2 separate regions of the Mus musculus genome follow, and region 1 is linked to region 2. The links are chromatin contacts, called in public HiChIP or PLAC-seq maps. All regions are on one chromosome and are shown on one strand. Each heading gives the region's core, a stretch centred on a gene start, on an enhancer-like site or on the middle of the called end of the contact. The rest is flanking DNA. Distances are from core to core; before and after follow the strand shown. Region 1 overlaps Cerkl (ceramide kinase-like). Region 2 holds the start of Itprid2 (ITPR interacting domain containing 2).

Evidence for each region. HiChIP or PLAC-seq counts read pairs in DNA pulled down with a chosen protein or histone mark.
Region 1: a contact with region 2 is called in an HNF4G HiChIP or PLAC-seq map of pancreatic cancer cells. The contact joins the enhancer-like site here to the promoter of Itprid2 in region 2. A contact is called at or near these places in 2 of 39 promoter capture datasets (the 3T3-L1 cell line and liver), 2 of 484 Hi-C or Micro-C datasets (the C2C12 cell line and embryonic fibroblasts), 3 of 115 datasets of contacts at active chromatin or transcription factors (embryonic stem cells and pancreatic cancer cells) and 1 of 9 other capture datasets (pancreatic islet).

What each region holds. Positions count from the first base shown.
Region 1 is chr2:79,397,350-79,401,075 of GRCm38.p6, forward strand. The region is part of intron 1 of Cerkl (ceramide kinase-like); the gene reads right to left. Among named protein-coding and RNA genes, the nearest start is that of Cerkl, 30 kb to the right of the region's middle. Within about 2 kb of position 2,037, at least 41 of the 459 cell types and tissues checked have an H3K27ac peak or open chromatin away from gene starts, as enhancers often do. A contact at or near this core is called in the C2C12 cell line, pancreatic cancer cells and pancreatic islet, where this site is marked.
Region 2 is chr2:79,633,308-79,637,296 of GRCm38.p6, forward strand. It overlaps Itprid2 (ITPR interacting domain containing 2), which reads left to right and starts at 2,118. Exons shown (of 18, transcript NM_080558.4): 1 at 2,118-2,437; 2 at 2,726-2,771. The coding sequence starts at 2,233. It overlaps Gm46751 (a long non-coding RNA gene), which reads right to left and starts at 1,755. Exons shown (of 2, transcript XR_001783386.2): 1 at 1,675-1,755.

The DNA.
Region 1 (3,726 bases), core at 787-3,286, 240 kb before region 2:
TTTTAGAGCAGCAGAAGCAGGCCAGTGGTAGCTGCTGGGCACTATGCTGTGAGCATCAAAAGATTCCCAAATGTGAATTGCAGCAGTATTCATCATAGCAAAATGATTGGAGCTTCACTAGTGTCCGTTCAGAGGATGGTAGAATAAACCATCCTTGCCTTTTGCAGCTTTTATTGAATAAGTGTGTGTCCGCATCCAGAAAGACATTGACACTAAGAATGAATGCATGTAATCAAAGCAAGTTACAGAGCTGGAGAGATGGCTCAGTGGTTAGGAGCACTGACTGCTTGTCCAGAGGTCCTGAGTTCAATTCCCAGCAACCACATGGTGACTCATAACCATCTGTAATGGGATCTGATGCACTCTTCTGGTGTGTCTGAAGACAGCTACAGTGCACTCATATACATAAAATAAACAAATCTTTTTTAAAAAGCAAGTTACACAGTTGATTGTGGGGGGGGTTGAACCCACTTACATATTATTTAGGAAGAAAACCAAGAAATAAAATAACCACAGAAAATGCTTAAGCCTAGTCACCACACAGAGAGATAAAAGCGAGAACATGAAGTGCTGGTTTTCTCATCAGTCTCCAGCTTTCCCTTCCACAGTGATCAGCAGTCGGGGTAATTTTAAGTGTAGGAAAGGGGAAAATTGGGGGCACGAAGGCTCAGTGGGGAAAGAGGTTTGGTGAGCTCTGAGCAACTCCTGGCCATTGTCCTCTAATATCCACCCTGGCTCAAGCACTCTGAAGGAAAAAAGGAGGGAGGGAGGGGGGGAGGGGGGGAGGGAGGGAGGGGGGACGGAGGGAGGGAGGGAGGGAGGGAGGGAAAGGCTTTTTGTGTGCAGAGTTTTTAACTTGCTTTTCAGAATTAACTCCAAAACAATAAGTAATAAACCCAGCTGAAGGAAAAGGAAAGCTCACCCAAGTGTCACTGAGGTCAAACTTGGAAACAACTTGTGTGATAATAGAATGTGTGTTTCCTGAAGCACATTGATGTAGCAGAAGACTGTAGCACCATTGGAATTTAGTGTTCTGTGTAGAAATGGGTCCAACAAAAAAGGCATGTTAGAACTCTGGGAGCGCTTGACTTGGAAATGTTTTTATCAGGAAGCTTTGGCCTAAATGTTTAATCAGCAGTGTGGGCTGGGCTTAGCTGCACCCTTTAGGTTTTGAAGTTTGTAAGCAATGAGCAGGAGACCTGCTGGCTCTGGGTGAGGCAACACAGCCAGCCTCCTGGATCAGAGGTTAATGAAAGTCTCCCCAGTTGCCTGGGGAAAGCCCTAGGGCTAGCCTCAGGAAAGGCTAAAGGTTCTGGGCATTATCTGATGGGATAAACTGAAAATCTTAGCTCATTATTTCTCCTCAGCCACTACTTCGGGACACCCTTTGGACACTCTCAGGGTACACAAATATTCATTATAAACATGAGTAAAGAAAACAAAAGAAAATCAACTGTGTTGTAAAAAGCAGTGTTGGTTCCGTAAAGATGGATTACCTGCCTGTGTCTCTCTAAGGATTATTTTAAGAGTGACTTAGATTCCTTTTTGTCTACAAATGAATCAGGAAGAGGCTTTTGAAAGTAAGTGCTGAACAAAGGGCTGAGATCTTAAATCTCTGCTTGGATTCCATTCTCTTGAATGGCTGGGCTGAGTCACACTGGCCACTCCTGGGATCGTATCGGTTTCCGTCACAAGGAAAGCAAATATTCACATAATGCCACGTGAAAGCCATATTTCCATGAACCTATGATGATCAGACTGTAGAATAAAGAAAGAGTTCTGAAGAGAAGCACCATGCCCGCTGATTTTTCTGGGCATGTGTTTCAAATGTGGCTCTACTTCCTACCTTAAGAACAAGTGGCACAGCTATTAGGAAGACTCTGAAGTACAACTTCATTTATAAATTCATATTTGATATCAGGAGATACAAATGCAGAAATGGTCTACAGGCACTGTGTTGCAGGCTACCTACATTAACCCCTCACACAGTGTAGAGCTCTGGTTGGTGGCATGTGGCTCGTTATTTGAAATCTATTGGCTCATTAGGATCATATTGGTCGTTGCTAGTTGCTTCAGAACACTAACTGTCCTCTCGCATTACTTACAGAGATACTGGGGCCATCTGTTCTTGCAAGGGATTTAAGTATGCGTCTATTGGATAGCTTGCTATTTATTTAATTCAGCACCCACTTCCTATTGTATCTTCTTGGGGGAAGGGGAGCCAATTTAATTACAGGGAATAAAGATAACCTTTCCTGGCAGGTTACCAGGAAAGCAGGACCTGTTCAAAATGGGTTACAGTGGCAAATAAGGAGAGCAAAGCCAGTGACACTTAAGGATAGTGAGCAAAGGTTTAACAAAAATAGGACAGTGAGCTGCACTTTTAAAAATATTACTGTAAGCCCAGGGCTTGTCTGCATCAATCTTGGCACATCTGCCTGATGCGGACCGTAAACAGGATTAAAGCTGGGTTTATCTGCCTGGTGCTAATTGTGCTCACAGTTCCTGCACATGTCCACTTTTTAAAACGTGGCTTGAAAAACAGCCTGCTGGATAGATGGCACTAGCACAACACCCTGAACACACACACATACACACACACTCTCTCTCTCTTTCTCTCTCTCTCACACACGGTGTATGTCACATTGTTAGGCAAAATGATGCCTAACAGGGTATTTTTTTTTCTTGGCTCTTCAGAATTACTTATCTAATCCCCTAATTAAAAATACAAAATTCTGTTTGAATACACCACATACTGAGATAAATCTGTGAAGCAAGGGACCAATAAATTTGAATACACTCTAATTGTAAGTAGAAAACACAACGTAATTGTTAATAATCAGGTTAAACTAGGGTTTACACAAATAGGGCCAATCCTGTAGCAGACTGAAAATGTGCTTCAATGTAATGCTCTCCTGGAGAACGTGGCACAGCGTTGGAGAGCAGAGGTGCCCAAACTCCTAAGCACACATGAATATCAAGATGGAGATATGGTGAACTAGTATTCTTATCTAGTAAAAATATTAGAAAATTTTCGTCTTATTTGAGAGAAATTCCAAATCCACTGTCTTACACTTTTACTAAACCAAATTTAATATTGGAGATGATTTTTCTGCCTGTGGGTTTCTTCAATTTAACTTTTCCTATCGAGTGTAAGTACCTCAAATATGTCTTGTAAGTCTTTAAACACTGGAAGATGTAAAGACATTTCTTTTCTTTCCTTTTCTTTTCTTTTTTTTTTTCTTTTTTCTTTTTTTTTTTTTTTTTTTTTTTTTTTTTGGTTTTTTTTGTTGTTGTTGTTTTGTTTTGGGTTTTGGTTTTTTGAGACAGGGTTTCTCTGTATAGTCCTGGCTGTCCTGGAACTCACTTTGTAGACCAGGCTGGCCTCGAACTCAGAAATCCGCCTGCCTCTGCCTCCCAAGTGCTGAGATTAAAGGCATGTGCCACCACGCCCGGCGTAAAGACATTTCTGCATCAAAATCAAAATGTACTAATGAAAAGTTGATACATTTTAAATAGTCTCCTGTAGCTCGGGTTTTAAAATACAGATAAAAATGCCAGTTCTTTATTCGGAATAATGCCCAAATTTTCTATGCTAAATCTATTTCTTGAGATATATATATATATATATATATATATATATATTCATGTTCCAGACACCTTGGCCAGTTCTGAGAGATCAGAGGGTTCTTTAAATTTCTGCCAGTAACAAAAGATATGCCTACA
Region 2 (3,989 bases), core at 868-3,367:
TTTAAAGAAGAACAATAGCAACGGACATCTTGCCTCAAGAGTAGGCAGTATTCTATGTAGACTCAGCATTGTATTGTGGATACATGAAAGATATGAAAATATGGTCCATAATCTCTCATGTTTACAAAGTGGCTGGTAAACTAAACATATTGTCTGGATCTGATCATATTATTTACTGCTTAATCCATTCCCCTCAATGAACAGCGTGTACATTCTGTTGTACATCAAGGAACTGTAAATAGGATGTGATCATGACTGGGGGAGCCACAGAGTGAAGACATCCCGGATCAGCTGGTTCATGCAGGCAGTAGACAGAACAGGAATGATTTAAAAAGCAAGGACAGAGAACCAGCCACAGCACATGGATGTGTCAGAGTGGAAGTTGGAGACAGCAAATGGATGGGACAGAATCCAACAGGGCCCTGGATAAAACTACTGGAGCCAGTGTCCTCTACAGCCTTTGACCAACCACACCAACACTTCTTTAGGCACTTTCTTTTCATCTGTCTCATATTCCACAGGCAGCTGCATTGGAAGGATATGAAAGAGGTACCTTCATCCTTAATATAGAGCTCCTGAAAGTCTAAGACATATTAATAACTAAATGATCCCTTACCAGTGAAAGGTCAAGTCACTGAGTTGCTGGTACCATCCTTGTAGCTCCCCTTACAGTTCACTGTAAGTGCAGGAGGGCCATGATAATGCTGGGATGGCTCCGGGAAGCCAGCTTGGATTTTGGAATTGGTCTTGGGGATATTGATAAACCATCAGGAGTTGTTGTTTCTATCAATGATTAATGATATATTGGGAACTATCAAACATATGGACCATGCTAGAAAGAAGTAAGGACCAAAGACAGGAAGGTCCCTGTGCTACTTTAAAGATGAATAGATTATGTGCAAAGGCCTGCACAAGAAACTAGGTTCCATCTCATCTCAAGGACACTACATTCTGTGTTCCAAAAACTATTTCCTTCATTTATGAATGCACACTTAACTTGGACTTTTATGAACTGCAAATATCTATTTCAAGTGGAAAATTTCTTCCTTAAAATATTATTTATGTAAAAATGTCCTTTTTAGTCAAGAAAAAGCATAAAAATAGACCAAAGCAAAAAACTATTCTCACTTTGCTTGCAGAGTTCAATAAAATGTTGGAAGCTTTCTATATTGTCTGTAGATGGTTTAGGACATTCACTGTTTGATATGTAACACTTTGTCTCAATCTGGATAGAATTTTAATCTTTTTTTCCTCATAGGAAATACAAGTATGATAAAGGGGACGGAGGAAGCTGGGATTTAAGAATTGTTTCAGAAGCTTGGCATGACCTGCTTCTTGTTACATCTTCTAAGTCCCAAATCCAAGCAGTTAGCTTTCTTTATACTCCCAGGTCGCTTTCTTCACTTCCTTTTTTTTTTTTTTTTGTCTGCAGCTTCAATGTGACATACCCACTTTTTTCTCACTGGATTTTCATACCTCACATAACCAGGACACACAGGTTTCTCAAAATGTGCGAGCAACACCAAGGTAAGCTTTGACAAGCTGACAGTACAATCTCACGTCTCTTTCATCCTTGCCCAATCCTGTAGGCATCCTACACTGATTAAGTCTCAGCAGCCCAGTCACTTGTTTGCACGCGGGGGCGTTTTATGAGACTTGGCCTTGGCACTTTACCTCTATTTCTGGACGAGAGAGGAGTTGAGAGAAGGAAAAGCTGTAAAGCAAACAAACAAACAAATCTGGCTCTTTCCTGAGGCCACCGCGAAGGGGCGGTTCGGCTCCTAGCCCGTCAGGACGTGCCCCGCCCCAACTCTCGTCCTCACCTCCCGGCAAGACCGCCACCGGAAGAGGGCGTGGCCTCCGTCGTGGGCGTGGCGCACAGCTGCGAGAGGCTGGACTGTGCATTAGCGGGGGCGTGGCTAGAAAGGGGGCAGGGCGGGGTCTTAGAGTAGGCGGGACCGGGCCGGGCGGGCGCTCGGCGCCTACCCGGCTTGCCGGAGCCACTCGCGCTCCTGCGCCCCGCCAGGCCGGGTTCACGTGAAGCGCCGGCCCTCCGCCCCTCCCTCCCTTCCTTCCCTCCCCCCCTCCCTGTCCCCTCCTCCTGCGGCGCCCGCTCTGGCTCCCCCGGGCCCCCTGCCCGGCTGGGCGCTGACAGCAGCGGCGGGGGTCCCCGCAGCCGCCGCTGTGTCCCGCGCAGGCTCGGGCTGGGCCCGCGGAGCCCCCGGCGCGGCCATGAACCGACCCCTGTCGGCGGAGGCGGAGGAGGAACTGGAGTGGCAAGTGGCGAGTCGCAGGAGGAAGGCCTGGGCCAAGTGCCGCAGCTCCTGGCAGGCGTCGGAGACCGAGGATCTGTCCACAGAGACGACGACGCAGGACGAGGACGAGGACGACGAGGAGGACCTCCCAGGCACGAAGCTGCCGGCACCCGCGGGGCGAGGTCGGTGCGCGGGACAGGGACGTGCGATCAGGGAGGTGGCGTGCTCCGTGCCACCGGGCGCGGGGACCGGACGCCCCCGAACTTTAAATGCGCGCGTGACCCGCGCTTCAGCTCCAGCATGTGCACCTGGCTGCCGGCTGGCTCCCCTGGGTCGGGCGCCGGGAAGGCTCTCGGAGGCTACGGGTTGCCAGGGCAGATTCTCCTGCAAGGGAGTGTCAGGATGGCACAGCCTCTGAGTACTTATGTTTGGGGTCTTTAACGAGCTGTCCCTTCGCTCTACTCCCGCAGGAAACGTGCCCAACGAGAAGATCGCGATATGGCTCAAAGACTGCCGGTAAGTAAAGCGGGGGTTGCCTGGGGGAGAAGCGAGGGGGTTCGACTTCGTCTCTGGGTCCCGTGGTCACTGTAAGCTAGGAACCGGAAAGTGAGCCGGCCGATAGCTTCCTTCTAGAAGCGATTAGAACTGGAAGTGCTGTGGCCGCTGATTATTTGGTGACCGAGTTGACGACTTCAGCAGTCCGGGCATGATGTCAGCAGCAGATCAGAAACTAAAACAGGTCACAGTGATGCTACTTTGGCTGGTCGTGCTTTCTCTTGAAATAATTTTGATGTTTCACAGAACCTTTTATTTTTCTTTATTTTGGCATCTGCATATCTGGCATAGAATCATTTTCCTTTCAAACGTGTTATAGACGAGTTTAATTTACTTAGCTACACTAACTGGGGTTTAATTTGTGTTGTGTGCCTTAGGTCTCTCTGGGGACCTATTAAAACTAGCCAACTTGCTCCTTGGAGTTTAAGTCCTGGGACAGGGTTTTGTCAGATGGCATTGGAATTCGCAGAAGGAAATGGAGCTTTGAAGGCATTCATACTTTATGAGTCTGTTTAGTTACATACTTTGGCAACCTGCACAAAAATGTTTGATAAAATACAGAGGAGATGGGTTTTATTACAAGTAAATTTGACTAAAGTAAAATGTGTTTTACTTCTATTTTTTCCCCCAGTTTATTTGCTCTTTGAAAAACCTTGTGTGTGAAGACTATAACTTTTAAACTTTGGTTGGCATTTGCTTCTGGGCATATTATTGTTTTCGCAAATTATGTTTATCCTAGGGATTATTTGGTTGTTGGTTTTTTTTTTTTTTTCTGTTTCTTTTTGAAAGCTACTCACATATGGAATTATTTTTTTTTTTTTTCCCTGTAAAGACCAATAGCTGTCTCTGTCTTAGTTCATAACTGGAGCCATACTGATTGTTAGCTGCAGAATTTTACTTAGGCATCATAGACTCGTCTGAAATATTATGGGATGTATAGGCATTCCTTTTAAAGATGCACAGAGGCAAATACATTGCTTCAAGACATCTTTAGGTTAACCATCAGCCTCTTTTAACCCCTTGATTTTCAGATGACAAGAATATGGCCTTTACAAAGCACAGTACTATACTGTGTGCCAGGGGCTCGCCATCAAACAGTGTTAGATTAGAAGGCTGAGATTTTTAAATGTACATCTTCAGAACTTTCTAGGAGAGAACTTACAAAGCAGCATCTCTGAC